2 separate regions of the Sus scrofa genome follow, and region 1 is linked to region 2. Evidence: chromatin contacts called from public Hi-C data. All regions are on one chromosome and are shown on one strand. The core of a region is the stretch at or near the end of the contact, and the rest is flanking DNA. Distances in the headings are between cores, read along the strand shown. Region 1 holds the start of LOC100156127 (histone H2B type 1-M). Region 2 holds the start of LOC110261483 (histone H2A type 1).

Region 1 (4,010 bases), core at 273-2,772, 110 kb before region 2:
AACCAGAAAGGAGAGTTAGGTGAGGGCCAGACCTTGCAGGGCTTGTAGCCACAGCCGATTTTTTTCTTTCTTGCTTGCTTCTTAAACCTGTAACCACTGGCATAGTTCCCAGCCTCGGGTCGAATCGCAGCTGCTACAGATGCCGGCCTACACCAGGGCTCACCACAACGCTGGATCCTTAACCCACTGAGCAGAGCCAGGGATCAAACCCGAGTCCTCATGGATACTAATCGAGTTCATAACCCTGATAAGCCACAAGGGGAACTCCCTATAGCAGATTTCAGATTTTATCAAGTTTGGGGGGAGGGGGGGAATCATCCAAAGGCTGTGAAGCACATAAACAGAACAGGAAAGCTGGAGGAAGAATAAGGCCCTGGTCTAGGAAGGGAGCTTGACAGTGATAGGGGCTAATAGGAGGCTGCAGATTATTTTATGTGACCACAATATTAAAACTGTTTATTCTGAACATAGAATTCTGTGAATTTTGCAGGTCCGCTTTGTAAAACGAGTCAGGGAAGTAGGGAGAAGATTGTATATTTAGAAAAAGTCCAATGATGAGAGCCTTTTAAAAATTTAGTTGACTTGAAAGACCTAGGTAAAAAAGGGCTTAAAAGAGTGAGAAAAGGAATTCCACCCAAAAGAACTTGGGCGCGGTCCTGCAGCATCACAGAGGATGTAGTTTTTAGAGAGCAGGATTTCAAAATCTAACTATGGCTTCTCAAATACTATAGGGAGGCGCTTTACATAAAACGGAAAACCAGACTTCACAAAGCGCCGCTATTTGCACAGAGAGCACCCTGTACAAATTTTAAAGGTAATCTAGAGTTCCAAAGGTTGGGGTTAAACCTAGGCAGTTACTAGCTCCCACTTGCTAAAGTTTCTGGAGTCCTGTACACAGGACGGTTGTCCATAACCACAACAGTTAAGTAGATGTACCACAAAAACAGTTAACTTTCAAAGTGTTTCCTAAAGTACCACCTTCACACGAGTTAAATGCAGTTTCTAGGAACTAAAAAGTCCTAGTGAACAACTCAGATTGTGAAAACGTGAGGTGGCTCTGAAAAGAGCCTTTGGGTTTGACAGTGCCTAGAAATAAATTTACTTGGAGCTGGTGTACTTGGTAACGGCCTTGGTGCCCTCAGACACGGCGTGCTTGGCCAACTCCCCGGGCAGCAGCAGCCGCACGGCCGTCTGGATCTCCCGGGACGTGATGGTCGACGCTTGTTGTAATGCGCCAGCCGCGAGGCCTCACCCGCGATGCGCTCGAAGATGTCGTTGACGAAGGAGTTCATGATGCCCATGGCCTTGGACGAGATGCCGGTGTCGGGGTGGACCTGCTTCAGCACCTTGTACACGTACACGGAGTAGCTCTCCTTGCGGCTGCGCTTGCGCTTCTTGCCATCTTTTTTCTGCGCCTTGGTCACGGCTTTCTTGGAGCCCTTCTTCGGGGCTGGAGCAGATTTCGTTGGTTCAGGCATTTTACCTGCCCTTTCTCTGAAGAGAAAAGAAAATGGTGGCTGTGCTGCTGGATCCTGCCTATTTGTAGACAGATTTATGCAAATGAAGACTTGGTTTCCAAACTGCTGATTCGTTCGTTTGTCACAGGCTGCATGCAAACGAGCTACTCTCCCATTGGTCTCCTGAGTCAATTTTCCACCAATCAAGCCAGCTTCTTTAATCTTATCACTGTTTTATAACAATTCCGTTTAGTTTGTCAGTTTTAAAAAATATGACTTTCCAGAGCTTTGACTTGCAAAGGAAGCAAAGCTAGTTGCCCGAGTACCTCTCCGACTTCTAAACCTCCTTTTCAGGTCCTGGAAAAGCTCTGTCTTTACATTTGAATCTAATAGGGAAAGGAAAAATAGAGAATAGGCGATCTGCGGTGGTACAGAAAATACCAAAGACAGCGTTTCCCACAGCACACAAAACACACAAATATAGCAGGAAATAAAATTACATAAATAAAATTACATCCCTTGAAGGGAGATAAGAATAGAATTTCGTGACCCACATGTCCTTCATAACGGAGGATCAAATCACTCCTTTTAACTGCAAGCGCGGATAAGAAAGTTCTTCATTCTACCTACTGAAAAGAATTAAAAAAATAAAAGAATAAAAGTTAGCAGGTTGGCCTTTAACACTTTTACTTTAATTTTATTATCACCACCATCATCTTTGGCTGAAACTGGCTTCTGAGCAGATAATTCTGCCATTACCATTGTTCTCCGGTGGCTGTTGGTGAGAATGTTGAACGCTAACCACCTGATGTAGGTCCTCAGATCTTTGTCCCTTTTGGAGAAAGAATTTGACAAAGAGACTGAAGGTAGTGAGGTAATTATTTAAAGAGAGAAGAGAGAGAAGAAGGTGCATAGAAAATACAAAAACAGGCGGGGTGGGGTGGGGAGGGAGAAAGGGAGATATAAAGACAGACAGAGAAAGAAGCAAGAGAGGAAGAGAGCAACATGTCCTTGCGAGGCCTTTTAAATCATTTAGGGTGGAGGTGGAGGGGATTTTCCGGTCCTGGCTCAGTGGAATCGACTCTGCTTAGAATCCCTGAGGACACAGGTTCCATCCCTCGCCCCAGTGGCTTAAGGATCTGGTGTTACCATGAGCTGAGGCCTTCTACTGGACAATGCTCTTGCTTCCTCTGGCTTTGGCAGGATGGATTTAACACAAGGTTCTCGGAGAAGTTGTCAGGAGGTACTGTGGTCTGGTCCCTCCTTTCTCAGACCCCTGAGGAACCTTTCTGCTAGTGTATCTTTGATCTCAAGAATGAGAAATACTCTCTCTCTTTTATCCTAGCAGGATACATCTTTTATCTTGAAGTTATCTCCACAGGGAACAGATTACATTTGCTCAGCCTGGGATCCATCTATCTCCTGCGCAGCCATTTTTCCTTTCTGCAGAGAAGTGTCCTCCCTGAAGCTGACTTTATCCCTAACCCTTCCCAGGCTTCCCGCGTGTGCAGTAAATCCAGAGCAGGAAGCTGCATGTAGCAGGCAAGCAACCAACAAGGGCACACTCCTGTGCTTACTCAATCTTATCTTTCTTTTTCACAAAATAGTTAATTGGTTTCTCTCACTTCCGTATTGAGGAGAATTCAACTTCTTGATTTCTTCCTTATTCCCAGTTTAGCCAGTGTAGCAATGTGCTGAATAAAGCCAACATACTTTATTTGCATTCATTTAATTAATCATAGACCCCTACCTGATTATTTCTTTTCTTTTTCCATTAAAAAAAAAAAAAGTAAACAAGAGTGTTAGGTTCACCTCAGGAAAAAAAGAAAAACGAAACCTGACTCCAAGCTCTCGCCCTGCTCTGGAGAAACGTAACTAAGACAGGACTAAGTCATCCCCCAAATCATGTGACTCAATCTTAAAAACTACCTCACCCAGGAGAGTGTCTAAACCTCTGCTCATATCCCACTAACAAGTCTCCCAAGCTGATTGGTCTGTTCCTCTTTTCACCCTATTTACATAGTTTGTTGAAAGTACACAGATTGGTCTCTTCCTTTTCACCCTATTTTAACATAAGAAATGGCCAATCAGCTTCTGCACAGAAACCTCCTTTCTTGGCACTCACGTCTGATCTCCCTCCCCCAACAGGCTGACTGCTGACCTCCTTTGTGAATCAGCCCGGTAGTATACCCTGCAAATAAAGTCTTTTATGCCTGATCTCGGGTCTTGTCCTTTCGGCCGCCCTTACAAAGAGAACCTGGGACAACGTGTCTTTCCCCAGATCCAATAATATGTAAATCATGGAGCTAAGATAATGATTTAGGCAGTCTGGCTTGAATCCGAACCCTTCCTAAGAAGACTCCAGCTGCACTGGTGGACTGTTTTAGAGTTTAAAAAAAAAAAAAAAAGTTTGTTGTGGTTTCCCAATTCTGGAAGCACGGGCAATAAAGCATTTTTTAATAACTGAGATTATTAAAAGTAAAAACAAAGCTTTGATTCTACATATACCTAACCCATGGAAAGAAAAATAAATAAAATTAAAACTGGATTGAT
Region 2 (4,392 bases), core at 1,381-3,880:
AAGAGTTTAGAGGATCAGTTCCAGGAAAGCAGCTCTCACCACAAATAACTACAGTGTAATTTGAACTTGGTGTGGTAGACAGCGCAGACTAGCAAAGACCGTTTACTAAAATTCCTCTTCTGTTTGGCCCTGCAAACATTCATTTACAAAACATTTGCTTTTCTTCATCTTCCTATGAATTACCTCCCTACCTTTCGAAATCCCAAACCCCTAATCCCTTCTTCTCTCAGGCCCCAATTGTCTAACTTGTCCTTTTTTCTTATGGCCACAAACCCAGAAATTAAATTTGATTTTTTTCCTGTTAATGTCTCATATCAATTTAATTTTAGACAAGCCAGAAAACCTAGAAAAGCAGAGGAAAAAAAATGTCCTCCCCAACAACCACAACTTCTTTCCTCTCCACATGATCTTGTCACCTAGAACACTCTCTGGCACTTAACATGTGCTCAGCAAATGTATTTTGAACCAATGCTGAATGTACTTCTTTCTTGAGTTCTCTTGACTTTCTAATTCACAATGATTATCTTCTTCTCCATGTGTTCCTTTTAACATAAATTGCTTAAAACCTCCAGTTTGGAATGCAGAATATGGTTTATTACTTAAATTTCAGGTATATGCACCCCTCCCTGCCCTTTTCAAAAGAGAGGATAAAATCTTTGAGACAGCATCTGAGACTCAGAACCTGCGTATCTAACCTATCTTTTTACATCTCCACCATCTTTGAAACATTTCAAAGGCACTGAGACAGTGATTACTGATGTTTATTGCTATTGTTGATGGTGAAGATAATGATAAAAACTAAAAAGGAAGTTGAATGTTGTTAAAAACCATAGAAGTCAGAAGACTTGAGAGAAGGTAAAAAAGAAACAGAAAATGAACATCTTTACTTTCCTGTCTGGTTGCCTGGATGAAAACATGGGCCTCTTACAGAATTGGCTTAGTAGTAATTTTTCTCACATACAGGTTCTTGTTCCTTTTACTATCCTGTTTGACATCAGCAGACTTTGAGGCTTCCACCCTTAAAAATTCCTGAAATAGGAAGCTCCTGTTGTGGCTCAGCGGTAATGAGCCTAGCTAGTATCCATGAAGACACAGGTTCCATCCTGGCCTGCCTCAGTGGGTTAAGGATACAGTGTTGCCCTGAGCTGTGGGGTAGGTCACAGAAGTGGCTTGGATCTAGCATTGCTGTGCCTGTGGCATAGGCTGGCAGCTGCAGCTCCAATTCAACCCATAGCCTGGGAACTTCCATATGCCGTGGGTGTGGCCCTAAAAAAAAAAAAAGTCATGAAATAATAATTTGCCTCCATCTGGACCCCATTTATGAGACTGACGCGCTGCTACTGTGCTAAGAAGTCACTGACAGGACCCCATTTATTTCTATCTCATGTATCATTAAGAGAAAAAAGAGTTTTGTTCATAACCTCTCTTGATTTTCTGATGGTTTAAGACCAGACAGACTCTACAGTAATATTAGTATAATGTTTAATAATACATATGTTAATCTCTCTCTCTCTCTCTTTTTTTTTTTAGTGCTACATGTGCAGCATATGGAAGTTTCCAGGCTACCGGTCGAATTAGAGCTACAGCTGCCCACCTGCACCACAGCCACAGCAACTTGGGATCAAGCTGGGTCTGCGACCAACACTGAAGCTCAGGGCCTGACCCACTGAGAGAGGCAAGGTTGGACTCCACATCCTCATGGTCGGATTTGTTTCCGCTGCTCCAAATGGGAACTCCATCGTTAATCTCATTTTGAGTACTTCTGTGCTATGTGTTTGTTCCCTTATTTCCTAAAAGTCCCAAGACTTCATGTACTTATGTGCTGCAAAGTTCTCAGCCTTCTAAGAGCAAGAGGTCCAGTGTAGGAAGATGGAGTTTACTGAAGTACTTACAATACGGTATTTGGCATGAAAGTGAGAAAATGAGGGTAAGACGGTTGGCAGTGGCACTGGGGAATGATGACGACTTTCTCAGTTCAGAGTCCTTGGTCCCATTAACTCAGGTTTACTTTGGACAAAGTGAACAAACTGAGTCTTTCTGTTTCAAAATCTCTAAGACGAGGATAGTGTTTACTGTGCGTACCTTCCAGGATCATATATCGTCTAAAGGCGGTAGATGAATAAAACGGAAGATTTGCTGGATTATCCAATTCTTGCCTTCAGTTTCCATTGCTCAAATAGTTTAAGAAGACTTGGACCAGGACAAAGAATTGCTTGTTTCCTGTCTACCTCTTTTTTTTTTTTTTTGCAAGAGTTAAAGAGCTGGAACAGTTAAAGCAATGCCTGGCATAGAAGTACCTATCCTTTAAATGTTACCTATTTATAAATTGTTATGTGTGTATGCCTTTCCAAAAATCATGAGTCACAATCCCAGTAGCCAAGTGTAAGAACGATGAGAATAATCATTCCTGCATCTGACTGCGTTTAAGGATAGCACTTTGAGAAAACTAAATAGATTCAGTTGTTACTATTACAAAGACACATCAGACAAGATAATACACGAGCAAACAGAACTGACACTAGATGGGAATGCTGTATGCAAATGAAGGATTCTGGTTCTGATCTCCCATTGGTTATTTAATAATAGCCAATGGGAGAATTGCACGCAGTCTCCCTCCAGTTAGTATAAATACTTCTTTCGCCCTCATCTTCGCTCTATTTCGCTTTCTCTTTTGTTTAGAAAGGCTTTCTGTTTTCCTTAGCAGTTATGTCTGGCCGTGGCAAACAGGGTGGTAAGGCTCGCGCTAAGGCTAAGACTCGGTCCTCTCGGGCTGGTCTTCAGTTCCCCGTGGGTCGAGTGCACCGCTTGCTCCGCAAAGGCAACTATTCCGAGCGGGTTGGTGCTGGGGCTCCGGTGTACCTGGCGGCAGTGCTGGAGTACCTTACCGCCGAGATCCTGGAGTTGGCGGGCAATGCAGCTCGCGACAATAAGAAGACTCGCATCATTCCGCGCCACTTGCAGCTGGCCATCCGCAACGACGAAGAACTTAACAAGTTGTTGGGTCGGGTGACCATCGCTCAGGGCGGAGTGTTACCAAATATCCAGGCAGTGTTGCTCCCTAAAAAGACTGAGAGCCACCACAAAGCCAAGGGCAAGTAAAGTATTACTTGTTTGGCAAGGTATTTTGCTTCCTATCAAGAAAAAAAAAAAAAAAAAGGCTCTTTTCAGAGCCACCCATCTTTTCTACTTAAAGAGCTGTTATGCTTTTAATTACTCTCCCCTTATATGAAGGTTTCGGTACCAGGGTAGAAGTCAAAGCTAGCAAGTGAATTACCCGAAAGAAATCTTTAGCCCCAGTAATTGTTCTTGAGGACTTTACCTGTGACATAACCATTTTACTCTAAACTGCCATCCCTGTCCCAGTGGTGAGAGCTTGGGATTTTTCCTTCTGAGTGAGAGAAGGTTATTAGTGATAAGCACAGATTTCTTTAAGGTTAACTTTCGTCAAAAATGCAACACAAAAATAAATATGCATCTAGATTCAGGAGTTTATAAAAGCATTACACATTTTATCGAGTAGATGAGAGTAAATTATAGATCCTTGACACTCCCCTTTAGTTTCAAAATCGTCTCCCTGATTGTCCACAATATTCGTGCCACACCCAAGAAAACCTTAATATTTTAGATGCTACCCAAATGTAAATTTCCCTAAGCATTTCTAAAATATCTTTGGTTTTTGAACTCAACAAAACCCGTTGACGAAGTTCTTGTTGTTTTGTGCGATTATTTTGTAAATTTTAAGAATTCTAGGGCTTTTGAATGCAAGATTATTGTCCACAATAGATATAGAGGCGAAAGGGTAAATAAGATGACGTCAGGGCGTCAGAGTCTTTTTGGTGAACTCATTCACCAATCTGAAAGCCGCTCTTGAGCCCCACAGGCTCAGAAGTAGACCAATCAGGGGAGGGCGCGGGAACGTTTGAATGTTCTTGGGCCCAATAGTCGGAGGTCTAGCTGTATAAAAGAACGGTGGCTGACTCCTTCTCACTAGTTGCTGTAAGACAAACTCCTTGCTTGTTAGTTATGGCTCGTACCAAGCAGACCGCTCGCAAGTCCACCGGCGGCAAGGCGCCGCGCAAGCAGCTGGCCACCAAGGCGGCCCGCAAGAGCGCGCCCGCCACCGGCGGCGTGAAGAAGCCGCACCGCTACCGGCCCGGCACGGTGGCCCTGCGCGAGATCCGGCGCTACCAGAAGTCCACGGAGCTGCTGATCCGCAAGCTGCCGTTCCAGCGGCTGGTGCGCGAGATCGCGCAGGACTTCAAGACGGACCTGCGCTTCCAGAGCTCGGCCGTGATGGCGCTGCAGGAGGCGTGCGAGGCCTACCTGGTGGGGCTCTTCGAGGACACCAACCTGTGTGCCATCCACGCCAAGCGTGTCACTATCATGCCCAAG

Evidence for each region. Hi-C and Micro-C count contacts between places; a contact is called where the count stands out from the background.
Region 1: a contact with region 2 is called in a Hi-C map of liver, with 6 times the contacts expected there. The contact joins the promoter of LOC100156127 here to the promoter of LOC110261483 in region 2. A contact is called at or near these places in 2 of 5 promoter capture datasets (fetal liver and liver), 19 of 47 Hi-C or Micro-C datasets (alveolar macrophages, blood, embryonic fibroblasts and 12 more) and 2 of 2 datasets of contacts at active chromatin or transcription factors (alveolar macrophages and skeletal muscle).

Annotation. Positions count from the first base shown.
Region 1 is chr7:20,839,697-20,843,706 of Sscrofa11.1, reverse strand. LOC100156127 (histone H2B type 1-M) reads right to left here and starts at 1,522. Exons shown (of 2, transcript XM_001927939.5): 1 at 1,220-1,522; 2 at 1,048-1,217. The coding sequence starts at 1,478. The coding sequence ends at 1,099.
Region 2 is chr7:20,728,704-20,733,095 of Sscrofa11.1, reverse strand. It overlaps LOC110261483 (histone H2A type 1), which reads left to right and starts at 2,630. Exons shown (of 1, transcript XM_021098433.1): 1 at 2,630-3,156. The coding sequence starts at 2,707. The coding sequence ends at 3,099. It also overlaps the pseudogene LOC110261489.